2 separate regions of the Mus musculus genome follow, and region 1 is linked to region 2. The links are chromatin contacts, called in public Micro-C maps. All regions are on one chromosome and are shown on one strand. The core of a region is the stretch at or near the end of the contact, and the rest is flanking DNA. Distances in the headings are between cores, read along the strand shown. Region 1 has its middle 13 kb from the start of Pif1. Region 2 holds the start of Mtfmt (mitochondrial methionyl-tRNA formyltransferase).

What was found. Hi-C and Micro-C count contacts between places; a contact is called where the count stands out from the background.
Region 1: a contact with region 2 is called in a Micro-C map of embryonic stem cells, with 4 times the contacts expected there. The contact joins the enhancer-like site here to the promoter of Mtfmt in region 2. A contact is called at or near these places in 8 of 39 promoter capture datasets (the C10 cell line, the HPC-7 cell line, embryonic stem cells and 4 more), 2 of 15 datasets of contacts at CTCF or cohesin (embryonic stem cells and large pre-B cells), 13 of 484 Hi-C or Micro-C datasets (B cells, the Ba/F3 cell line, CD4 T cells and 9 more), 4 of 115 datasets of contacts at active chromatin or transcription factors (embryonic stem cells and stem cell-derived neural progenitor cells) and 4 of 9 other capture datasets (adipose tissue, liver, macrophages and 1 more).

The regions. Positions count from the first base shown.
Region 1 is chr9:65,596,888-65,602,903 of GRCm38.p6, forward strand. It overlaps the pseudogene Gm10144. Among named protein-coding and RNA genes, the nearest start is that of Pif1, 13 kb to the left of the region's middle. Within about 2 kb of position 4,239, at least 5 of the 459 cell types and tissues checked have an H3K27ac peak or open chromatin away from gene starts, as enhancers often do. A contact at or near this core is called in the Ba/F3 cell line and embryonic stem cells, where this site is marked.
Region 2 is chr9:65,432,856-65,439,369 of GRCm38.p6, forward strand. It overlaps Mtfmt (mitochondrial methionyl-tRNA formyltransferase), which reads left to right and starts at 2,927. Exons shown (of 9, transcript NM_027134.3): 1 at 2,927-3,152; 2 at 4,133-4,342. The coding sequence starts at 2,959.

The DNA.
Region 1 (6,016 bases), core at 2,989-5,488, 170 kb after region 2:
ATGGCTCAGGGGTTAAGAGCACTGACTGCTCTGCCAGAGGACCTGAGTTCAAATCCCAGCAACCACATGGTGGCTCACAACCATCTTTAATGAGCTCAGATGCCCTCTTCTAGTGTGTCTGAAGACAGCTACAGTGTACTCACATATATTAAAAAAAAAAAAAAAAGTATACCTGGTGGCACATGCCTTTGATCCCAGCACTTGGGAGGCAGAGGCAGGTGGATTTCTGAGTTCGAGGCCAGCCTGGTCTACAAAGTGAGTTCCAGGGCAGCCAGGGCTACACAGAGAAACCCTGCCTCGAAAAACCAAACAACAACCAATAAAAACCTCCTTCAAACGGAATGTCCCTCCCTTCTACTTCATGTGTGTCTATAACCATCCTGACTCTTACTCTCTATGTTTTTTTTTTCTTAATAATCTTATGTTCACCTCCTGTCCACTGGTTGCTTGCTCTGCTTGTTTTTTTTTTTGGGGGGGGGGGAATTTATTTATTTATTATATGTAAGTACGCTGTATCTGTCTTTAGACATCCCAGAAGAGGTTCAGTTATCATTACAGATGGTTGTGAGCCACCACATGGTTGCTGGGATTTGAATTCAGGACCTTTGGAAGAGCAATCAGTGCTCTTAACCACTGAGCCATCTCTCCAGCCCCTGCTCTGCCTTTTGATCTAAGGTCGACTTTATTTAATCCTGCTTACAATATTCAAGCAGAAAGCTCTTGGATTCAAGGTGTGTGCTAAGGCTGAGCTACACCACAACTAGAAACAGATTTTTCCAGTAAGCAACACAATCTCAGGGTTCACACTGTGATCAAATATCTTGCAACATCACCTCCCATTTGTCTAAATGAAAAGATAAGATCTTAGCTCCAATATAGTAAAAGTATTTACAGTAATGAAGCTATTTCTGCCAAGCTTTCCACAATGTCCAGCTTGGTTGTATTTGGCAGTCAAAGGATTAAGTATTTTTGAGTTCTGCATTCTGTACAATGCTCGTGTCAGTCTTATATGAACTCATTTGAATGTCCTGAGCAGTTTGTAGTTCTAAGCTGATCTTTGGGTGGTGTTTATCAGCTTAGTGGCAATCCTGGCTAGGTAGAACATAGCAGTCAACTCAAAGGTGTCCACTGTTTGTGTAGAGCCTGGTGGTAGAAGAGGCTTGGGGCAGTTCTGTCCAGTGGTTAGCGTCCCCACAATCCAGGTGGATTAGTCATTGTAGGTCCCCATCCTCTCAGAGACCTCAAAGGGAACCGTTAGGAATGGTAGAAAACTTAAACATTTTTTAAAAATATTTATTTATTTATTTATTATAAGTACACTACTGTAGCTGTCTTCAGATACTCCAGAAGAGGGCATCAGATTTCATTATGGATGGTTGTGAGCCACCATGTAGTTGCTGGGATTTGAACTCAGGGCCTTTGGAAGAGCAGTCGGCACTCTTAACCGCTGAGCCATCTCACCAGCCCCCAAACCTAAACATTTTAAATGATATGTTCAGCAGATCTCTAAAAGGTTTGAGGATCCCGTCTATCGAGTACATCCGAGGTACACAAACTTGGTTCCTAGTTACTTGCTTCAGACTCAAGCCTGAAAACATGCACAGGAAGCTCGATGAAGATTACTTCCAGAATTAGTTAGTACTCTGTGTGATGACAGAAAATTTATAGATAACATAATAATTTCATAGATTTTGAGATAATATTTATACTTTAAGGAAAGTTTTAGAGAGTTAAATGAAAGCCGAAAGATTAAGGGATTAGTGGCAATAGAATAATAGTAAATCCCTTATTTCTTGTTTTCTTCTGTCCAGGAGGCTCTTCTGATATGAAACAGAGATTTTTGGATTTTCCTTTAACAAGCATGAGTGGGCTAGAGAATGAGAGAGCCACCCCAAAGTCAGCTTTAGTTTTTAATTGAATTGAGACCATATAAAGCTCATTTGCCACTTGTGACTGTAGAGGGCAGCAGAGACAAGCATTTGGGAATCCGCTATGGGCCAGCTGCAAGATAGGAAAAAAGAAAGGAGTGCCTGCGGGGGGGGGGGGGGGGGGAGGGGCGGGAGTGTGGGAGTCAGAGGGGAGGTGGGGCTGTCCAGCTCGCCCCCCGCCCCCACCCCCACTTAGTCCCCACACCCCACCACCAACACTGCCCCCCGGTGGTTGTCAAGTGGGAAGGGGCAGCTACTCGGGCAAGATGGTGGCACTGGTGCCGGTGCTAGTCTGGAGCTCTGAGCTGTGATTTCAGACCACGGAAGTGGATGATATCACGTGACCAATTTACCCTTTTTCTTGGGACATTTTCTCTTTTTCTTCAGATGTTTTACTTGTCCAGCGGTCTCAAGATTCCATACTTAAATGCTTTTATTCTCCTGGAAAGATAAAAGCTAAACCCTTCCTCCCACCCTAACTCTCAGGGGTTATTTCTTGGCAGCTTATATCTTTCCTAGGGTAAAATGGCTTTTTGTTTTGTTTTGTTTTGTTTGGCAACAGAAAAAGTATTATCTTTCAATTGAAATTTTAAAAATTATTGTGAAAATTTGAAACTAAATAGATCTTAGTATGTGTGGGTAAATATACCAATATTTCCCTTTCTCTTTATGGGATGGTTCAAGGTTTAAGTGTATTTATTTTTAGATCACAAAGAACATTCACTTTGACCGGGCGTGGTGGCCCACGCCTTTAATCCCAGCACTCGGGAGGCAGAGGCAGGCAGATTTCTGAGTTCGAGACCAGCCTGGTCTACAAAGTGAGCTCCAGGACAGCCAGGGCTATACAGAGAAACCCTGTCTCAGAAAAAAAAAAAAAAAAAAAAACAAAAACCATTCACTTTGAATTGAATTTCAGTATGCTTTTTGCAAGCAGCTTTTAAATTTAAATCACTGTAATTCTTATGTGCCTGCCTCTGCCTCCCAAGTGTTAGGATTAAAGGTATGCACCACCCCTGGCTATGGGCTCCTTAGAACAGTTATTCTCATAGGGTTGTCCTGGTTCTCTATTTCCCCTTATTCTTTTTTTTTTTGTTATGGAAAAAATGTTTATTTTGAAATTATTTTAATTTAGAAATAGAAAACCTCATAGGAAGGAGGAAAGAAACAAGAACCACAAAGCATCCAGGCAACGTTTCACTTCATGATCGTGTCACCCCCTCACTGTTCACTCGTCCCGTGATGAGAAAGGACTCAGCCACCCACAGAATTGTTATTAATAGGGATATGGATCAGTTTCATGAGGAAGCCAATGAATCCCATGATCGCAAATCCTACCGCTGTGGCCATGGAGAGCTTCTGGAATTCCCTTCTGTCCGGTTTGGTGCTTCTTTTAACCAGCCGAACTGAGTCCTTTACAAACTGCCGACTTGGCTCGACAAAGTTCATTACCTGCTCCATGTTTGTGGGACGGCGTCTTGAGAGGGTAGAGACACCTAGCTTAGGAGAGAGTTTCCCCTTATTTCAGCATTAGGGTTAAACTTTCAAGTTTTTCCAATTTGTATTTATCATCCTCACTGATTTATTCTGAATTCATTCCCAGGCAAATTTTAATATTCTAGTCTTAATTAAACATGATGCTAATTTGTCCACTGTCTCATTATTTTCAGACATTTTATGTCTTGCCTGTATAAGCTACACAGAATTCAATGTCTTTGCTAAGTGTTGCTAGGTTTTGTCACTTCCATTCATTCACGCCTCCCAGGCTCAGGTATCTTTGCCATTTATCTGCCAGTTAGTGGTTTTCCGTTTTTGATGACCACGTAGCTATACCATTGCACAGGCCATGAATTGAAGATAGAGAGTTTTCCTTTTGCTTTCCTAGTTGTTTGTCTTATAGTCAACACTGCTGTGCCGGTTTTGTGGTTCTTTTTTCAGCATTGGCCATTCCATTCTCTGCTCTATAGTCTGCCATTTTCTATCAGTTTGAGTTCCATCAGTGGTTGATGAAGCATCAGGAAGCCAAAAGTTGTAACCATTCCGTTGGTTCCTATAGTTTAATGGGTGCCTCTTTGGGGGAGGGGAGAGCTGTTTAGGCAACTGAGGGAATTTCCTCTGTGTTAGAAGGCACAGATCCCTTTGCACCACATCCTGGTCACAAAGGGTTTTGGATAGGTACATTGTGTGCCAAATGCTTTTTTTTTTTTTTTTTTTTTTTTTAAATCTCAATCGTTTGATTTCTACCAATGAGGACCAGGAGCTGGGATGGAAGCCTACTAGCTCAGAGAGGCAGAGAAAGCACCCAGCTGACCTTCCTCTCCAGCCAGGAATCTCCTCCCTCACACTGTCTCAACCTCCTTCAAACTGAAGGTCCCTCCCTTCTACTTCCTGTGTGTCTCTCTATCCATCTTCCTGATGCCCTCTTACTCTCTATGGGTTTTTTTTTTTGTTTGTTTTTTGTTTTTTTGGTTTTGTTTTTTTGGTTTTTCGAGACAGGGTTTTTCTGTAGCCCTGGCTGTCCTGGAACTCACTCTGTAGACCAGGCTGGCCTCGAACTCAGAAATCCGCATGCCTCTGCCTCGCAAGTGCTGGGATTAAAGGCATGCGCCACCACGCCCGGCTCCTCTCTATGGTTTTTGTTGGAATAATCCTATGTCGACTTCCTGTCAGCTGGTTGCTTGCTCTGCCTCCCAACCTGTGGTTGAATGTATTTAATCCTGTTTACAATATTCAAGTAGAAAGTTCTTGGATTAAATGTATGTGCTACACTACAATTAAAAACCTTTTTTCCGCCGGGCATGGTGGCGCACGCCTTTAATCCCAGCACTTGGGAGGCAGAGGCAGGCAGATTTCTGAGTTCAAGGCCAGCCTGGTCTACAAAGTGAGTTCCAGGACAGCCAGGGCTATACAGAGAAACCCTGTCTCAAGAAACCAAAAAAAAAAAAAAAAAAAACTTTTTCCCCCCAGTAAATAACACAATCTCGGGGTTCACAGTGTGATCAAATATCTTACAACGGGCAGTACACACTCTTATCCACAGAGCTATCCCTCTCACCCCTGAAGAGAGGTTTCCTTGCTTCCCAGAAGTCACACCAGGAGAAGACATCTGCCTAGACCACCTGGGTGCCTGAAGGTCCTCTCCTCAAGCAATCTTGTGGTAAAGCTGCTCCTGGAAGGCCTGGACAACAAAGGCAGGTGTGCTCCCTGAGGGACCTGCAGATATCGCTGCCCCTGAGGCAGGGATGCAGAAACAAACGTAGCAGTTCTTTATGGGGGCATCTAATCTGATCTATCCTGGAATGTATATCTCTGGGGGCTCTAGTGAAACCTCACCTGAGTCAGGATTCAAGATTGTCGACACTGAAGATGATGACACAGTGCTTCAATGGCTGCTAACACACGCAGTGACCACCACCCACAAGTGACAGTCACACACACACACACACACACACACACACACACACACACCACACACGATCTATCTACAGTGTAGAGGGAGAAGGGACAGCCTATCTAGGTGCCTCATACCCCGGCAACCCTGTCAGCTTCCTGGATGCTCCCAGGAGACTCTCTCCCCAATCTCGAAGACCCTCCTTTTTTCTGCCTTTTCCCCACAGCTTCATCTCAAGGATGTGGGCCTAGAAAGCAAATCCAGCTAAGCCTTGGGCAGCTTCAGGATTTTAAACAAAAGAGCCAGTGTGAGTGGTGACTGATTTAGAATGGGGAAAGGAGGAGAGCAAGCAAAAAGAACACAAAGGCCAACACATCCCCAGTGTTCCTCTTACCCGATGATGACGGGAAATACCTGTCCATCTGGCAAGATCATCCTTTTTTTTTTTTCCCCATAAATATTGATCAGTCATCCCTCATGTGTTAGGTGCTGGGCTCTGCACTGTAGATCCCATAGTACACAAGACTCACATGGCCCACTTCAGGGTGCTGAAGGAGATCTACTACAAATGGGACAAATTGGAAGACTATGACCTAGAAACTATGACAATGGTACATAACCAGAAAAGGAGTTCAGGGCCCTCTAGGTGAACAGAACTGATAGAATGTGAATGTATATGTATATGCATATGCATATGTAT
Region 2 (6,514 bases), core at 1,677-4,176:
GAAGAACTTTCCAGAAGAAATATCTGAAAACTAAAACACTGATCAGAAACTCATTGTCTGGCTTCCAATACCTTAGATATGCTTTGTGGATGTCCTAATGGTGTGTGCCCTTTTTTTTTTTTCAGGGAAAGGCAAATGTTTATTTGTCCTAGATAGAGCACCAATCACAGACCAAAGAAATCATTCCGTCTAAGCCTAAAGATCCAGCGTGTTTAATTAGGTCAGTCACAGGAGCACGGACACCTTACAGGCAGTTGTACACTGAGGAAGAGCCTCCTCAGCAGCCACTGTTCACCACTTTGTATCCTCAGACAGGAGTGGGCTTCCCCTGATCCCACACGGGAATGTGGCTGGGCCTGATCTTATGAAGGTCTCTAGTGGGTGATCACAGCCACTCTGATCTCATAGACAGCAGTGCTGTCAGCAGTGCCTGGAGGATACAGATGTACAAACATTTATTACACAGATCTCCTTGGCCTTGCAGCTCATCTCTGTGCTGAAAGCGAATCCAGTGAGGAATTTATCTGCACTTGGAAGGGTCAGGTTCTTATGTGTCTAACTCACTATGAAGAACTTAAAAAATTTTTTTTTCGTTTTTGAACCAGACAGTAGTGAAGCACATGTTTAATCCCAGCACTCAGGAGGCAAAGGTGAGTAGATCTCTGAGTTTGAGGCCAGCGTGGTGTACAGAGTGAGTTGCAGGACAACAGGGCTGTGCAGAGAAGCCCCTTTCAAAAGACAAAACAAAATTTCATTTTGTATTTAGGGAAAACTCCATCTTTACACTCATATCATATTCAGCTTCTCCTCCTCCTCCATCTCTCCCTCCTCCTCTCCCTCCTCCTCTCCCTCCTCCTCTCCCTCCTCCTCCTTCTCCTCCTCCTCCTTCTCCTCTTTTTCCTCCTCCTCCTCTCCCTCCTCCTTCTCCTCCTCTCCTCCTCCTCCCCCCTCCTCCTCTCCCTCCTCCTCCTCCTCCTCCTCCTCCTCCTCCTCCTCCTCCTCCTCCTTCTCCTCCTCCTTCTCCTCCTCCTCTAAGAAGTTTACTGTGGGAGGATCACAAGGTCTTGGCCAGCATCGAAGACACAGCAAGACCAGACCCTGCCTCACACAAACAAGCAAACAGGGACAGAAAGGTGCCAGTCAGTAGCAATAGGCTGCTCTATGAAGAAAAGATTAATGCTAGCCTCTTGCTCCAACAAGCTAGTTGTGTGGTAGGCAGAGGGTGCTGTGAGCGGCAGGAGGCAGCGTTTGTGGCACAGCTACGTGGGAGAGCTTGAGCTGCTGAAAATAAACTACATCAGCCTTGTGCCTATGTCTGTGCACCGAGTGCACATTGTGCCTGCAATGCCCTCAGAGGCCAGGAGAGGATGCCCTGGAGTTACAGGTGGTTGTGAGCCACCATGTGGGTACAGGAATTAAACAGGAGTCCTTTGTTAGAGCACCCTGTGCTCTTACTTGCTGACCCATCTCTCCAGACCCATACTTGAAGATTTTGCTTTTTAGTGGTGTGTTTGTCGCATGACTGCAGTGCCTGCAGGGGCCAGAAGAGGGCAGTGAGTCTCCTAGATCTGGCAATGTGTGTGCTAGAAAACAAACTCAGGTCCTCTGCAAGAACAGCGAGCATCTTAACCACTGAGCCGTCTCTCCAGCTCCAGTAGGTCACACCTTCAGTCGGTATTCAAAAGACAGCACCTTGAGTGTCAGAATCATGTTCCACTTCCCCTAAGTTAGGATTCTGGGACTGACTTGATCAGAGGAGGATACGGCTTGGCATCACATCTCATTTCCCTCATATGGTCAGATGCACCGGCTAGCAGCATCATAATCTTTGCCTCTCTTTTCTACTTAGCCCAAGGAATTTGCCGCTCTCTGGGCACACATTGGCCAACTTTCCACAACTATGGCAAACAAAGCCGCTCTCAGTTTTGAGGGGACACATGGAGAAAAAAATTATTGAATCTGTGAGGTAGGAGTTCAAGGCCTCAGGGAGGGTGTTGTCTTAGCACTGAAAAATGGATACCATTTAGTGAGGAAGAGAGGAAATGTGAGGTGGATGGAACGCTCAAGGGCACAGAAGCAGGGATCCTCAAAACTAAATGAAAGACTGCTCCAGGGCCTCTGGCTTTCAGGCCATGTGACAGGAATTAGATGAGAGAGGAACCTGATGCTGCTCTATAGCCAGAGCCAGCGTCACAAGCATGACCCATGTTAAGGACCCCAGTGTACCTTGGAAACACATATCTATCTGCACACCATGGTCTTCAGAGGTCTTCAGCAGATAGCCCTCACCCCTCCGTTTCCCTACAGTCTCCCTATGGCATCCCACATGGGAGGCCTGAGAATCTAAGAGTCTTGGATTCCTGAAGTGACTTCAGACAGGTGAGCAAACCTTAGTTTCATTGGGTGTGGAAATCCTGAGTTGCTTAGTAGTTAAGATTGCTGTTCAGGTCGAATGGTTAGGATCATGGCTTTGGAGCTGGAGGGACAGGACCCCTCGTTGCAGAGATGGCTCAGCAGTTAAGAGCACTGGCTTCCCTTCCATAGGACCCAGGTTCAATTCCCAGGCCCATGTGGCAGCTCAGAACTGTCTCGAGTTGTAGGGGATTCCACACTCTTACACAGACATGCATGCAGGCAAAGCACCAAAGCACGTAAAACAAAAATAAATTAAAAAAAAATTTGTAAAGTTTTAAAAAATAGTTTCTTTTAAAGGTTTGTTTTATTCATATGAGTGTCTTGCTTGTGTGTATATATCTGCAGTGTTCTTTGAAGAGCTTGGCTGAATAATACACATCAAAGTCCCCTCAAATTTCTTCCTTAGTGGTTCTTCAGTTGAGCCACGCCTCCAAAGCGGCAGGCCCCGCCTTGTCGTCTGCGCGTGCTTGGGCCTTTGAGCTCTTTGCTCCGCCCCCCACCATGGGCACGCATGCGCATGGTGGGCCGCTGCGGGCCGAGGTGATGCTCCTTCCGCGGTGCTGCTGGGGTCGGTGGCTGATGGGAAGGAGGCCACGCTGTTCCTGTCAAGCACCTGCCGGGTTCGACGGGAAGGACGGCCGAGGTTCCCGAGTCCGCGAGAAGCCGCCTTGGCGGGTGCTGTTCCTCGGCACCGACCACTTTGCCCGGGAAACGCTGCGGGCGCTGCACGCCGCCAGGTACCGGGGCAGGGTCCCACGCCGAGCCGCGGTGGCGACCCCAGGGCAGCGAGGTCCCGGGAAGGCGCCCTGTTGGGTCCCGGCCGGCAGAGCTCCTGTGGCTCCTGCAGCATCTGCCAGCAGACCCTCCATCTCCCCGAGCCTGGGAACCGGTACCTGGAGAGGCCCGGCCAGTACCCAGGGTCGTGGGCGGAGCCGGTTAGCTGAAAAGGGCTGTGACTCCAAAGTTCGTCCCTTCCTGGTGTTGGTGGCCTCCGTTTCCTTGCCCTTTTACACGCCTGTGTTTTCAAATGAATACATTTCTAAGTTAGAACAGTTTCATATACATATAATATTTATGCGATTTAACTAACCTTGTCTACTAGGAAGAAAGTTATTTGTAATTCACCCTTTCCTGAAAGGCTGCTGTGTCTACCGCCCCACTTCCCTGGAAGGATATTTGGTTATTTATCGGTCCCTGGTTTCCAGGCACTTATCTCGCCTCCATCCCTGCCTTCCTACAAACACTTTTCTTTTTAAATAAGATTTTTACTTTGAGATTTTATTTGTATGTGTGTGTGTCTATGAGCATGTACGTGTTGGTGCCTGTGGAGGCCTAAAGTGAGTGTCCCATTCCCTGGAGCTGGAGTGACAGGCCCTTGTGAGCTACACCCTGTGGATGCTGTAAGAAGAGAGCTGACTTCTGAAAGTTTTCCTCTCATTTCCACACACATGCTGTAGCATACGCCTGCACACACGCACACAGTAATAATAGCACATGCCCACACCATGCACACAATAATAATAATAAAAGACAATTTAATTTTTAAATTATTAAATTTAAACCCTGTGTGTTGGTTGCAAAAAATCTTAATTATTTTAGCTCTAAATGTACTATGGGTTTAATCATAAAAATAGCTTTGCTGTGCATGAAATAGTTTAGCTTTGGGCTGTTGCCCTGACACTGTCAAATTTTTTTTCCCCCAATCTTTCTGATTCAGAGACGGCAAAGAGGAAAAGTTAATTGAGAAACTGGAGGTTGTCACAGTGCCTTCGCTATCCCCCAAAGGACTACCTGTGAAGCAATATGCTATTCAGTCTCAGCTCCCGGTGTACGAGTGGCCCGACGTGGGATCTGGAGAATATGATGTTGGGGTAGTGGCTTCCTTTGGCCGGCTTTTGAGTGAGGCTCTTATTCTTAAATTTCCCTAGTAAGTTTTACTTATAAGGAAATACAGTGTGGCGATCATGTCTTTTTTATGAATGGGTCTAGCAACTAAAATGCCATAATTTAAACTGTTTGTTTGTTTTCTTTCTTTCTTTTCTTTCTCCATTCAGACAGGGTCTCATTATATGTAGCCTTGGCTGTCCTGTTGCAATTCACTATATAGAGCAGGCTAGCCTCAAACTCACAGAGAAATCTGCCTATATCTGTCTCCTAGGTGTGTAGATTAAAAGTGTATACCATCAGGCCCAGATTAAACTATGTTTTCTTCCCTGTCTTCTTTTAAAATAAGATTTATTTTTGGCACAAAGTATCGAACTCCTTGGCTTTCCTACGCCCTCATTTAAATATCATGCATTTGCTGACAACCCCTGCCCAACTCTCCCTTGACTCCAGGTACTCACCTTGCCCACAGCTCTGTGTGGATGTTCCATTGGCTTCTCTCACTGAAAAGACTTAACCTCTCTGCAGACCTTTATCTAAGAACTAGGAACCCCAGCCTTCTGGATGCTGGGCCCCAAACCCCAGAGTCATTCTTCAGTTGTCTTGTGTCCCATGTCCAGTCCATTATGGTTAAATCCGTCATCAGCACTATGTCCATTCTTGTCTGTATTAACTGCAGTCACCTCCTAGAGGGCCTCTGCAGATGCTGTGGCCTCTCCTGATTCATTCTACACCAGCTCGACTGCCTGGCTGAATGTGGCAAGCGTTTTCTCCCCTTAAAATCTCTGGCCCAGTTCCTGCCTTGAATCTTAGCACTTGCAAGGCAGAGGCTGCAGCAGCAGCAGCAGCAGCAGCAACAGCAGGCAGCAGATCTCTTGAGTTCAAGGCCAGTCTTCTCTACAGAGTAAATTTCAGGACAGCCAGGGCTTCACAGAAAAACCCTGTCTCTTTTAAAGATTGCTAGGATTTGAACCCAGGACTTCTGGAAGGGCAGTCGTAACTGCTGAGCCATCTCTCTAGCCCCCTGAGAAATCTTGTCTCAAAAAACAAAACAAAACAAATCTCTGTACATGTCAAGCATGCATACATTCCTTTAATCTCAGCACTCTAAGCAGCAGCTGAGAAGAAAATAATAAAATCTCTGCACAGTTCCCTCTATCTGAAGAACTCTTCGTGTTTCTGATGGCATTTCAGTCAACAATAGATGGTGTAGCTGACACTACTCCGTAAGATCGTATGGCCTGGAGATGTGATAGCTGTTGAACTTGTATAAATTTCACCCTCAACTGAATGTTTGGGTAGGAATATCACTTGATGACACGGTATCTTATTATATATCCCTGCTTGCTTTGTTGTTTTAATTAAAAACATTTTTGCATAGATATACTCATTTTATTTTATGTGCATGAGTGTTTTGTTTGCATTTTATATATATATACACACACACACACACACACACACATATACATTTTTTCTTTTTTTTTAAAGATTTATTTATTGGTTATATGTAAGTACACTGTAGCTGTCTTCAGACATTCCAGAAGAGGGAGTCAGATCTCGTTAAGGATGGTTGTGAGCCACCATGTGGTTGCTGGGATTTGAACTACGGACCTTCGGAAGAGCAGTCGGGTGCTCTTACCCACTGAGCCATCTCACCAGCCCTTTTTTTCTTTTTTTAAAGATTTATTTATTATATGTGAGTACACTGTAGCTGTCTTCAGAAACTCCAGAAGAGGGCATCAGATCTCATTACGGATGGTTGTGAGCCACCGTGTGGTTTCTGGGATTTGAACTCAGGACCTTTGGAAGAGCAGTCGGTGCTCTTAACCGCTGAGTCATTCTCCAGCCCTTGTTTGCATAATATGTTTGTGCCCCATGTGGTACCTGGTGTTCAGGGAGGCCACAAGAGGATGTCAGATTCCCTGGAACTGTAGTTATAGATGTTTGTGATCCACCGTGTGGGGTGCTGAGAACCTGAACCCTGGTCCCCTTAACCACTTAGCTGTCTCTCCAACCTCTGCATGCTCTGATTTTAAGTTTTATTGGTTACCTATGGTAAAAGAGTGAACTCACCTCTGACTTTATGTTTTAGGTGATACATTTTCAAGGTCATGTGCTTTTAACCCTATGGGTTTTAGACTACAGGTGATAGATGCTGTCAGGTATTTTCAGGGTGATGATTGTTTGAAACAGGGCCTCAATCTGTGGCACTGGC